Linked DNA regions of Zea mays: region 2 is linked to region 1. The links are chromatin contacts, called in public Hi-C maps. All regions are on one chromosome and are shown on one strand. The core of a region is the stretch at or near the end of the contact, and the rest is flanking DNA. Distances in the headings are between cores, read along the strand shown.

Region 1 (6,608 bases), core at 1,397-3,896:
TAACCAATGAGGGAGATAACTGATGGTTAGTATGGATTATTAAAAATAGATTACGCCACAGTTCAAACCACAAATCCTCTGCCTGCACGCCAGCCATGACCCTTGACACTGCATCGCCTACTAGTGTTTGTAATGCTGATTGATGAACAGCCTTTGGCAAACACATGTACTGCTCCACAGTTAATACATTTGCCTTCAGATGCATTAACCATTCAGTAACAATCAGTATGCATCGCACTTGCCATTATCATGTTTCTCGCTTTCCTGATTCATGAACTACAGCAGCTTAATATGCATTTGGCACTTTAATGGTCGCATATACTGTATAAACTTATTAAATGCAGAACATGTCAGCCGTCGTTCAAATATCCCGTAATTCACAGCCACAGTTTTTCATCAGGGTGGTCTCACGAACAGAAAATTGAAAATATGTTGGAAGTTCCATGCTTATAGTATTGTGAAGATAAATATAATGCAATGCTTGGGGAGAACAAACCTTATCATGATAAAGCAGATCCTTTTTATACTCTTCTTCCAAGAGCTGCACCTCAGCTTCAATGTTGCTCACCTTATCTGACAACTCTTCCGAAATGCCTTCCGAGTCCACGGTTTTACTCTTGTCTTTGACATGTTCACCTACAAAGGGGACATCTCAGATAGTGTAAAGGAACGAAGTGCACAATTTGATCCATATGTTAAATTGCGAATTGTCCAAAATAAGGAAACGAAACTAGCACTATCACTCAACATATCGAGCTTCAGTACATTTGACTACCAGAGAGGTCAAAGGATGTTTAGGCTAACTATGAAAGACACTTCAGAAACAAGATGAGAAATGGACACAGACAAAAAAGGACTTACAAAGTTTAACAACACAAATTATATTCATAAGTACAAAGACAACACCAAACTGGGCTATCTTGAAGTTCCTCTCTGTTATGGTAATAAATGAACAATTATCATAACAGACAGAATTTGCATTTGGTAATAAATGAACAATTATCAGCTGTCACCTGGCAATGCACAAAAACTCCAAATCATAACAGACAGAATCAGCTTCAACAACATAACATAATTTAATATCGCAAATTTATGGGTAAAAAGGAAAGAAAACCTATGAAGAAGCAATAAACAAGAAATGACTAGAGAAACATATATTAAATGGAACCCCTTCCACCATTCAGGAACAGAAATTGATATGTTCCATTCTGATTTTCATTACATACCATCTGTAGATGGCAGCTCACAATGATTGTACTCTGCTAATTCTAGAGATACCATCTGTTGAAATTGCCTGCAGAAGATGAATATTATTTCTCTAGATAATGAACAAGACAGTATTACCTTTCGATAGATAGCATGATAGTAACAAAATTGAAACTTACAAAACAAGTTTTAGCCAGCAAGCAAATCTAAATTGATGAAAAATTTAAAAAGTAAAAGCAGAATGTAATAAGAATCTTAAAGTGCCCTCTTAGTGCAATGTCATGACTCTTGCGAACACCTCTGATACACGTCCCATATAAAAAATTTCACCACTGTGCTCCCTTGTCTCAAGTATTTTGAGAATATCCAAACAATACATCATATCCTTATTATACAGAGGTAGTTACTGCCATTCTGCCAACACCACTATAGGCAAAGCCGAAAAACATAGATGCAACATCAGTTATAGTTTGTTTTATGATTGCATCAAACAACAAAAGAAGTCATTTCATACCTTATCTTTGCGTTCATCTCATACATCTTGCTAATGAAGTCTTCTCTGCAGCAGTGAGGGAAAGTATAACCATGACCAGCAGAGAGAAACAATATTTAGTACAGGACAATACATATGGGATATTTTGTAGAGCAACAAGGCATTAGATAGTTCATATTACTCACCTCTCACTGTCTTCCTTGCTCTTTTGGAGCAAATTCGTCAAGCACCAACAGCCGATCCATTCCAATTCGAACCACAAACCAGAATGAGAATAAGTTAATTTAATACTAAAGTAACAAAGGACCCAAATAAATTCGCTGCGAATTATGATGCTCTAACTTTGAGCGCGTCCAGATCAGTGCTGGCCTTCGAGATCTCCTCATGGAGACACGAGATCGTCGCCTAAACGCACCAAAGTAGTTCGGGTCACGAAAATTGGGCATAGCAAGCGTGACAATTCGTCAATTTAAAGGCGAGACGAGGAGAAACCTCTAGCGCAAGGATGGAGTCGGCGGCGATCGCGTCTTGCACTTGGCTCCCGCGAAACTCCTGCTCCGCAGCCTCCCGCGCGCGCTTCGCGGCGTCGAGCTCCGCCGCGGCCACGTCTGCCGCGGCGCGCGCATCAGCGAGGCGCCGCCTGAGGTCGGACACCCTGCGCTCTGCGCGCACGCCAAGCGGGAGACGGCGGAGCGTCCGATCAACCGCAGACGCGCGAAAAACCTAGTGCCTCCGCGCTCGGCGCGGGAGAAGTTGGGTGCTTACCGCCGTGCGATTTCTCGTAGGCGAAGTCGCGGATGATGGAGAGGAGCTGCTTCGGGGTGTCGCCGCCTGACGCCGCTGCAGCCATCGGCTCCGTGGAAGGCTCTTCTGGAGCTTCTGGAGAGGCTCAGCTCAGAAGGGAGGTTTGTTTTTTCTTTTCCCGCCGGGAGAGGAGATCAGAGATGGTCGAAGAAGGAATGGGCTCTCGGACAATTGACGCTTCAGAGGGGTTTTAAACAGTTTAGATGGGCCTCAAGTCTTCGACATGCATGACCCTCAGGACGAATGAAGACATTTGGCAGCCCAACACGGGCTGTAAAAATATACGACAGGGAGGCCCCTTCGACCTGCAACCCAGTAACAGTTTGAGAGGTAGGCGAGCGAGGATAATTTTGAGCTTCGGCCCAAACCGAGTCTTCCTTTGAGCGGTTTTTGCCTCTAAATAACCACCGAGTCTAGATTTTATCCTCAAACTCTACATAAATTTAGATATAAATTGTCCATCTTCAGATCTTAAAATGATTTATAAGTTACGCATTCCCGGTTAGAAACAAATTCATAGATGGTTTCATACAAATATAAAAATATCTAAAAATTGGAAGAAAAAAAATCTAAACACTTACACCTATATTTCAAATTGTAAACCGCTCTGACATTTTAGTATGTCGTGTTTTATACACATAAATATATACTATGTACAAATATGTTATAAAAAATATGTAACTTGGAAAACCAAAACTATTTCCAATTTAGAACTAAAAAGAGTATTAAATGTTGTAATGCTTCTCATAATAAAACTACGATTGCTATGTATAAATATGCTATAAAAGTTATGTGTCTATAAAAAAAAGCCAAAGCTACTTTTCATTTGGAACGAAGAGAGTATTAAGATAGTGTTCGGTTACGGAGCCACATAGGATGGAACAACTATGTCTCAGGGAGCGGTTTTTGTCCGAGAGATTTTGGGGAGCCAAATAGTCTTATATCTGAGCGTAATTTTCCTATTTTTAGGTTCACTCCGCCCTTCAGAGAATCGATCTAAACAAAAATAAATTGGGAGCGGGGCGACTCCGTCTCCACCATACTTTAGAACCAAATGTTACCTAAAATGTCTTGATGTCCCTCATGATAAAACTATGATGTGAAACATCGTGAACGCAACGCACATTTAGAGATTGTGAAAATATGTTTAGAAGCTTCCAAATATTAGATTTAGCTATAAGATAATATAAAAAAATAGAAAAAATGTAAAATATTCAAAACAGTGTCCTAACCTATTTTAAAACATGGGATGCAACTAGCATAAATGCGATAAATTTAGGTGTAGTCGAGGTTTGTAGTTTGTACAATTTGAATATATATATATATATATATATATATATATATATATATATATATGTGTATATATATATAGTTTTTAGGAGCTATAAGCTCATTAATATTTTGAATTATACAATATGTGAAATAAAAAAATCATGATGCAATTTACATGTACGGAAAAAGATATTTCCAAGAGCAATGATTTTTTCATCGATAGAAGAAAATCATAATCTAGCATAAAGTGGTGAACGTTTTGGTGAGAATATAAACAATGAGGAGAAGAAGAAGATAAAAACGGCACGAAGGTTTAGCCGGTCCTCGAGCTATATATCTAATCTCCAATCTATAAACAACATCATATATAATATAAAATAGTATTTTATACAACAAACTACCGGCCACTCTTGGCGAAGACTTTCATACCCACCACCATCTATCCCGTGATGAATCTTCGGCCGCGTTTGGTTTCCGCAGATTTTTAAAATCTGCATGTTCACGTTACCCAAGAAAACCCAACTATGGCTTGATTCTACAGATTTTGTTTCTATGAGCGCAGAATCTAAGGCACAGAATAAACTCTGTTTGGATCCATAATATATTCTTAAAATCAGATTCTTAAAATCTACCGTAAACCAAACACGCCCGAATCATCGGTAGCTAATGGACAGGAAGGGAGTCGTACGTGCGTGTCACGAGGCAAACAAAACAGGAAGGAAGTCGGCGGCGCCTGACTCGCACTGACGCTTCTGGTCGGAGAAAGCTATTGCTCACCTGTCACTCACAGTCACCTGCTCATCTACCGCCAAGCACCGGCGAACGATCAAAGAAAGATAGCACACCTACATAGTTACGGTTTAAACTAGCAAGTACCGTTGGAGTAGAATAAGTACAGTACTTTGGTCTCTATGTATTTTTTGCTGCAAAATACTTTAATATTTTTCTAGTTTTTTTACTTTAAACCTAATACGTTTTTTTGCGAAAAAGAAAAACATAATATATTTATTGTCATTAGTACGGGCCGCCGACCGACGCTTCTCGGTTCGTGGAAGGTGGCGCCAGACGCCAGCCAGGCTGCCGTGGATGGAGGTGGAACAGCGCTTTCATGGGAGTCAGCGTCGACTCCCATGAAAACGTTCCTCTCTTCTCGTTTTAATCAATTTGGAAAAAGAAATCAAAAACCTGTCGGCGTTGGCGTACTTATATGATTAATTACTTTTTTCCAGCTATGTGTTTGAACTGCTGCAGCGACTGCAATTTATATAGACAAAAACAATATATAAACAATGGAAGCCGACACGAATTAAAACAGTGGTGTCATGGTGATCAGATATCTATGCCATGTCTTATTGTCAGCGGCACTAATATATATCCAAACGGGTGGACACGTTTCAGCCTGATACGGGCCCATCTTTGGCCCGACACGTTTAAGACTGTTATGTTGACGGGTCATGCGGGGATGAGCCACCGTGCTGAATATCAGACCCAAGCACGACATAGATATAGTCATATAGCGACGTTGTGCTGAGCCGGCCTGCAGCCTGTCATGCTTTGACTGAGGTGGAAAAAAATAAGCAAAAAAGACATAAAAACAAGCTTCGCAATGGCTCGAAACTGATTGGAGGCTATAAAGAGTCATGCACACCCCTCTAGCCAAGTAAATCAAATCTACTTTATCTCTACACTATTAAAGTTGTTTCTAGTATACACAAAATGCGCTGGAAAATAAATAAAAAAATTAGTGGGCCATGCTTAGGCCCGCACGGCGTGCCACGACAGCGGTCCAAACACGACACGAATAATGAGTTGTGCCGACTCGAACCCATCAACTACCGGATCAAGCCGTGCTCGTGACGGGTAAAAATGTGTCGTTCCACATGCCGCTCGATGGGCACGGCCCATTTAAACATCTCCAAAATGGATATGTTACGTAATAATTGCCCTTCTTTCCAAAATGACTGACAAATAGTTGTCCAAAATGGCTAATTGCCTACGATGCAAGAACCTGACGCTGTCTTTAATTCGAAGCTCTTCATCAACGCCATGCAAATCTTACGCGGTTATATGAGTATATATCATACGTACTACGGATTTACCAAAAGGAAGCGACCAAGCGTTGATGACGACGATCTGCAGGTTGCCGTCATCCAATTTTATTAAACATGCTTCCATACTGTGCATGATTAGCCGGCCCTAGCTTACGACGACACAGCATGCATGACGATTATTATTAAGATCACGACGTCGCGCGCGCCACATGCATGAATGCATCCCGTCGGACAGGTTCGACTCAGCTCCGGCCGATCCGCACTCAGCAAGCCAGCATGCATGCCATTCTGTAGTTATCGATCGGGATATATATATTTTCAGTTCTTGCTTTGACGACGCTTCGTAGACCTTAGCTACATCAGTTCTTGCCTTAATCGAAAGATCGGCATTTTCGTTGTTTGTGCGCATCTCTCCTCTTAGCTTCGGCTTACGGATAGCTTCGTTCAACCAGTATCGTACGTCTAAAATAGTTTTCGCCTGTCTTTTATTATACACTTGATGAAACACACTTAATTATGTAATACAGATATTTTGAGGAATTTTGGCAATGTGAGAGTTCTCGAATATTGACCGTCCGCTATTTTTTATCGAACTAAACCGTGATAAATAAAAAATAATGGAGAGAGTAGTTGTTTGTTAAGACTACAAGGAAAGTGCTATGTGATCATGCTATTTTCTCCGTTCTTTTTTTATTTGTCACGGTTTAGTTTTAAAAATAAATTAGCGGATGACGAATATTCGTGAACGTAGTACTTCATAACCACTACTTGTGCTCCTTGTC
Region 2 (6,608 bases), core at 1,296-3,795, 650 kb after region 1:
AGTAACCCGCGTCGTTACATCAACTTTAACTTGTCGCATCATATCTTGTATACACCGAATCGAGAAAATTCGGATATTGAACATGCATGGCCATCGTCGTCCTGTATATATCATGTGTCATCGTCGGCTACCTGCTGGACTCTATTTTCCTTGGAGCTGGTTGATCACAATTCACAAGTGCCATCGGCTCACGTCTCCAAGTGACTAATTAAATATGATCGACAGTACGGCACTGGCCAAAATGGACAGAACATGGTTGAGTTAGTGCTGAGACCAGACAGAGTATCGTACGTGCCTTTTTGGACTATATATATATCCACCACTTTCTGTTTTTTTTTTACTTTTGGACGAAATTTATTTAAAGGGAAAAGAACAACAATAATGGGTCAGGTATAACAAATTCAGGCCACCTTTAGACAGGAATATGAATTACATATATATGTGCATGTGCTTGAAGAGCAGGAATCCTTTCAGGACGCATGCATATCGTTCAGCTTTTGGCCACTTTTTGTACCTGAAATTTAAACATCGAATGGGAACTCCTTTTGGCCACTTTTTGTTTCGCCACTGAATATTCTGTGACAGCTAAATGCTTATATATATATATATATATATATATATATATATATATATATATATATATATATATATATATATATATATATATATTTGGTTCCTGATTAATTTTTGGCGTAAAATAACTATACTAACTTTCGCATCGCATAGTTAGTCTTCAAACACGATGATGAAACTGTGCAAGCTAGCTAGTGGGCATAGATGACGGGTCAATTTGCTACGGAGGATCGGATGTCCAGTTTGATGCCAACTCTGGTCGTCCGGAAATGGCTGCATACATGCAGCTCTGAGAAAGTTCAGAAACTAGGCCTCTCCCTTCCCGCTGGCCGCCGCTTGCATTGCATTGAAGCACTTGACGGATCTATGTTAGTTCAAAATCTATTGGATTATATAACCCGAATATATTATAATCTCAAACAAACATCCTCTAAAGCAACATTGATTGACAAATTAAAAGCGCTTGCCCAGCGGGTGCTACAAACTGCTAGTGGGTGGGTGGTCCGAGTCCAAGACCTAGCAGGAGTCATCCAAATTTGTTTCGAGAACATCGATCGGCGCCCGGATTTGAAGTGGGAATTAAGAACTCGAACATGCATGGACGACTATCTAGCTATCTTTTAAGTAATAAGAGCATCTCCAAGAGACTAGCTAAATAGCTTGTCAAGCTAAATTTTAGCTAATTAATAGCATAATAGCTCTCCAACAGAGTAGCCATTTAACTTGCTAAGCTATCTGACTCTCTAAATTAACTCCATCACTAGCCAAATTTGTCTAGCAACTCTCGCTAATCAAGCTAAATTATATTTTGGAGAGTTTGTTGGAATGAGATGTTATATATAGAGTTTAATATTTATGGAGAGACAAATAAAAACTCAAATAGAGAGTAAAAAATAAAGAGTCTTTTGAAGATGCTCTAAGGCCTCGTTCGGCTTCGCAGGAACGACATAGAACATGGCCTGTTCCACCCGGAATTATTTGATCTGGATTTAAATCAGAACCAATCTAAAATAGTTGTTCGGATAGATCTATTCCGTAATAAAACCAGATTATTCCAGAATGAAACCAGAGCTTTTTACCCACTCAACGATTTGGATTAGAGCCACACCTATAATCACCCGGAATCAAACCAAATCAAGCCTAAGTAAGGAAAAAAAAGAGGAAGAGGAAGAAAAAACATGGCTAATTAGAAAATAAATAAAAGCGAAGCAAGCAGTACAACCTGGGAGCTGGAATCCCATTAGCGAGCGGTTCCCGGCCGGCCAGTGCAGCTAGCTCCACCACCGCCGTGCATATGACTGTCTTGTCCCATCCTATTGTTCTCACCATGCATCTGCACGTACTACTATTCAGCAGCCTCGTGTTCTATAAAGCGCGAGATGTGGCATATTTTTCAGAAACGCTAGCTGCTCGGCTTTTAGGTGCCCGGCCGGTTTAATTATATTGGAGACGAAATATATATACCCAATTAAGCACAAACACATTGCTGTTTGTTGTGGCCTCCAGCCTAATTAACCACTTCGCTAGTGGCGCCACGTCGGCAAAAGCGTGCGTGCGCCATGCATGCTGGCCTGGCTAGCAGCACCATTAGCTCCACGTACTGATGGCGGACGGTCGCGATTGAGATGCCTGTTCAACTGATTAATTAATAGTGCGTACGTAGTAGATTCAGGAAACAATAATCTCTCTGTCCAGTTTGCTTTATTTCTTTAATTAATTACCTCAACGTGCATTCAGGCAGGCATGGATTAACTTAACCAGCTAGGCGTAGACGCTCAGGCTCAGCTGTGTACTGGTACTCTAGTCATGGTGCCAAGGCCGAGATGCATAGTTACATAGAGCCCATACTCAACTTCTTGACGAGGCCCATCAGCTCACCACCAGCCCATGTCCGACTCTCTACGAGGGTAGTCAGAGTCAGCAAGATTGTTGCGGGCCGGGGCCGCGCCGACAGCCTCTCAACAAGTTTGTTCGAGCCGATTCGTTCCAACTTCCAAGGGTTTTAGCGGCAGCGGCAGCCGGAGATGGGGGAGCGGGCGAAGGAATGGCTCCTCGCAGCAGGCGCCGGCGCCGCCGTCGGCGCGCTCTCTGCCGCCGCTGTCATCGATCTTCTCTCGAGGTAACCGGCCCAACTTCTTCCTGCCCTGTCCCCCACGCCCAAGCTGGGCCTGGACCTGGACGCCACAGAGCGTTCTGCTGACGCTTTGCTTCGTTTTTCGATGTCGCAGATCCAAGCGGAGAGAGAGGTACGCGCGGGACCTGCTGGAGTCCAATGGAATGACGACTGGTACGCGTGCAGTGCAGTTGCCTCCTGTTGTGAGTTAAGCAGTAGGATCGATAATTGTGTGTGGATCCTGTCGTCTTGGGAAAATGACCGCAAATTTGCAATTTAATACATGCCTTGTGTTTCTGTTGTGGAAATCGCTGGTTGTTGCCGATCTTTGGTTGTGCATTCCAAAGTTCTGGTATCTTCAACTGTTTGCTTCTTCAATCAGGGAACACTCGGTCCAGCAAGCACCTGGGCTCTCTTGGTAGCTCGGCTCTTCTCTCTGATGAAGTGGTCTCTGAACAGCTTACAAGGTTTGCACTCATTGGTTTCTTTCCTTAGTGAAGTTCTCTACGGAGAGAGTCCCTAGCTATAAACCGTCTATTGCTGTCTGTTTGATTGACCTAGTTAGTTGCCGTTTCATACTTACACTCTGCAACCAGATAATTCCACATTTTGTTGCTTCATATGCTACTTGTTGCTGCTATCAATCAATTATGCTTTTCACCATTTGATTCTATATTCCTGTGTACAAAGTGGAATGCATAGCTTACTATTAGCAGTTAAGTTCTTGATTTTCACTACAAACTAAACGTTTGCCACATTCTCTAATGCGCTGAGTACCTTGAGCCGAATATGCTCAGGATATTTCTGTTTTCATGCTGTGTTTCTGATTACCAAAATCTGTTACTATTGTAATGTAGGAATATACAATTTTTTGGCATGGACTCTCAGAAGAAAGTGACTGAATCCTATGTTGTGGTTATTGGTCTTGGAGGGGTTGGCAGTCATGCAGCATCAATGCTCCTGAGATCTGGTGTTGGCAGGTTGCTTCTTGTGGATTTTGATCAGGTGTGGATTTCATTGTGTTTCAGAGTTGGATACATTGTATAGTTATGAAAACTTGGATGTGCTTAGATTTTCTTTTTGTTCTCTACGTAGTTAGAAATGTGTCTAGCTAAACATAGCTCATGGTCTAGCAACAAAAAATCTTGTTCGGTTTTGAAGGATTTAACTAGCACTGAGAAAAAAAACTTCTTTTTGACTAAGATTCATATTCTATGCCAATCATATATTTTTTTCCTCGAACATGCAAGAGAGTTGTGTATCTGTATAATAAGAGAAATAAAAGAAACAATAAGAAAACATCTTCTCATCTTGGATTATAGTGAGGGATGTAGAAACTTAAAAATAAAAATTACATCTTACAGGCAGGGAGGACCAGACCCTACTAGAAATCCAGCTAGACCAACAATCTGCCTAGGTTCAGGGCAGTCAGCCCTTTAGACCCAGCTAGTTGCCATAAAGGGATCTCATTCTTGACCTCCTGCACAACAATTTGAATGGAAGGGGCAGCTCAATCAAAGACACAAGCATTACGATGCTTCTACAGGACCTAAGTTCCTAGAATGATCAGAGAATTCAGACCTTTCTTCTGCTGTTTCTGGACTTTCTTCGAGGATTTACGCCACCAATCTAAAAGGATCTGGACCTACTGCTAGGCACCAAGGTCGACCAATCTAGAGGTTGCAGGATGCTGTACCAAAACTGTCTAGCAAAAATACACGAAGTTAGAATATGTTGTACAGTCTAACTCAAAACAGATTCTCATCTCATGTCCTCAATGGTTGAAGTGCCATCTGAACAAAGTATTCTAAACTTATCTGAAGAGAATAATAACTGCAAAACCAGTTTTCTTCTAAACAATTAAACAAACTTTCTCTAAAGTTGCTTTTGATTAATCCACATGGTTCATACAACCACTTAAGCAGTTCACACTCTTTAGTTTTTTATTGAATTGTCAACACATTAAAAAAAATATTTGGTTCATTTTAATGGGATGCATGGTCATATGGTGGATTGTGGATTCATTTTCATATCCTTAACCATATCAGATCGAGAATCATGGAATCATCTAGTTGGTCCTCTGCATTATTAATTAAAACTAGGACAATTTTGTAACCATGCAAAGTATACTAAGTGGCTTTTTACAGTTGTACTTGTACCGAATGGGTGGGTGAACATTACAATTTTATAAGTGACATCTTGCATTTATAATAGGTAAGCATTAACAAGGCACTCATGATATGTTGAAAGGTATCACTCTCATCACTAAATCGGCATGCTGTGGCAACCAGAGATGACGTTGGAACTTCAAAAGCGTTGTGCCTCAAGAAGCATTTTTCAATGATATACCCAGAGTGCCAAATAGATGCAAAAGTGCAATTGTATGATGCATCGTCTGAGGAGGAAATTCTTTCTGGACAGCCTGACTTTGTTCTTGATTGCATAGATAACATTGATACCAAGGTAACAAATACTAGCATTGAAACTTCAGCTTTCATTTTTCTGTAGGTGCAACCCCCAACTTTATGTTACCCCGATCCTCCTTTTTGTACTGGTAGTTATAGGTTGCAAGTTCTTGCATGTACTAGTTTCCTTCTTAGATTTAGAGGTCATGGCTGGCTTGCATGTTATGTAACTCCTTAATGAAAAATGTACTCTGCACGTTTTCCAGAAAAATTGAAAATACATAGGTTCTTCCATGCATTTTATGCTTAGATACAGTATGCAGGTATGACTGTGCTTTAAATCTTCTCTGCATGTTCTTTTTTGCTTTGCTTGGGACTAAAAGGTTCTGTTGGTGTTACCAACTTAATACTCTGTGCAGCACCACATGCATTGAGTTTGATGAAAGACTGGCTTGGCAGCAGTAGTAGTTCCATTGATTGACAAACTAGTTCCTATGTAAACTCAAATTTCTCTTACATCTGTATTCTGATGATCAAGCTACACAATGGCACCCTGCATAGACGGTTGAAACCTGTTTTTAGCCCGAATGTATCATTGAACATTTGTTAGCTTGTCGATGTTTTCTCCATTAAAAAAGTCTCGGCCGGTGGGGAAAGACCGCCCCACAGTATCATATTAAGAAGCTCAAACTGAGCTTGACCAAGAAAGGTCACGAAAGCTGCCACCCCCCTCCCCTGTGCAACATGAGGGTTCACCCCCTATAGGTCAAATTGTTACTTGAGTGCTACTAGAGCCACCTAACCAACTTAGTTAGAGGCCCATTTGCAATGTTTTTCTTCATTGTTTGTAACCGTTGAAATATCCTTGCCCCTTAGGTGTCACTCCTTGCAGCTTGCGTGCGCAGAGGTTTGAAGGTACTTTCTGCAATGGGGGCTGGAGCTCGAGCTGATCCCACCAGAATTCGTGTCGCAGATTTGAGAGAATCAAGCAATGACCCCCTCTCTCGATCGGTTAGTTAGATACTTCTTACAAGCTGTTGTTTCAGTCATTAACTAACTGACATGTTAAAATGTGCTACAAATGGGGTGTTGTGATTGCTATTTTTAGGTGAGGTACAGGCTCAAGAAAGAACATGGAATTGAGGGTGGAATACCAGTAGTCTTTTCATTGGAAAAGCCAAAGGCAAAGCTTCTTCCTTTTCAAGCTTCAAAAGAAGAGGAAACTCCATCAGATTACCAGGTCAGCTCCCCTAGGACTTGTATTACCACCCTCCTGGCACATACTCGTTCCATTTTCTGAGACTTTTTTCCTTGCGATTTTCTGAACAAGAAATTTTTGTGAAAAAAGAGTTATTTAAATTCCTCTAGGGCACCCAGTTGCTTACATATTACAGGAATGCACGATGTGTGTGTACGTAAATACTGACAACATACTATGCATTGTTCCACAGATTGTGCCAGGATTCAGGGTTCGCATTATACCAGTATTGGGAACCATCCCTGCAATATTTGGTCAA

What was found. A called contact is a pair of places that touch in the nucleus more often than the background predicts.
Region 2: a Hi-C map of tassel shows a contact between it and region 1, with 2.8 times the contacts expected there. The contact joins the promoter of LOC100284561 here to the promoter of LOC103629953 in region 1. A contact is called at or near these places in 2 of 25 Hi-C or Micro-C datasets (ear and tassel).

What each region holds. Positions count from the first base shown.
Region 1 is chr6:125,774,850-125,781,457 of Zm-B73-REFERENCE-NAM-5.0, forward strand. It overlaps LOC103629953, which reads right to left and starts at 2,647. Exons shown (of 9, transcript XM_008651051.2): 1 at 2,465-2,647; 2 at 2,192-2,361; 3 at 2,042-2,104; 4 at 1,885-1,904; 5 at 1,721-1,765; 6 at 1,227-1,294; 7 at 497-636. The coding sequence starts at 2,549.
Region 2 is chr6:126,424,912-126,431,519 of Zm-B73-REFERENCE-NAM-5.0, forward strand. It overlaps LOC100284561 (mitochondrion protein), which reads left to right and starts at 2,546. Exons shown (of 11, transcript NM_001157456.2): 1 at 2,546-2,692; 2 at 2,802-2,860; 3 at 3,069-3,153; 4 at 3,544-3,691; 5 at 4,937-5,149; 6 at 5,968-6,102; 7 at 6,200-6,331; 8 at 6,543-6,608. The coding sequence starts at 2,598.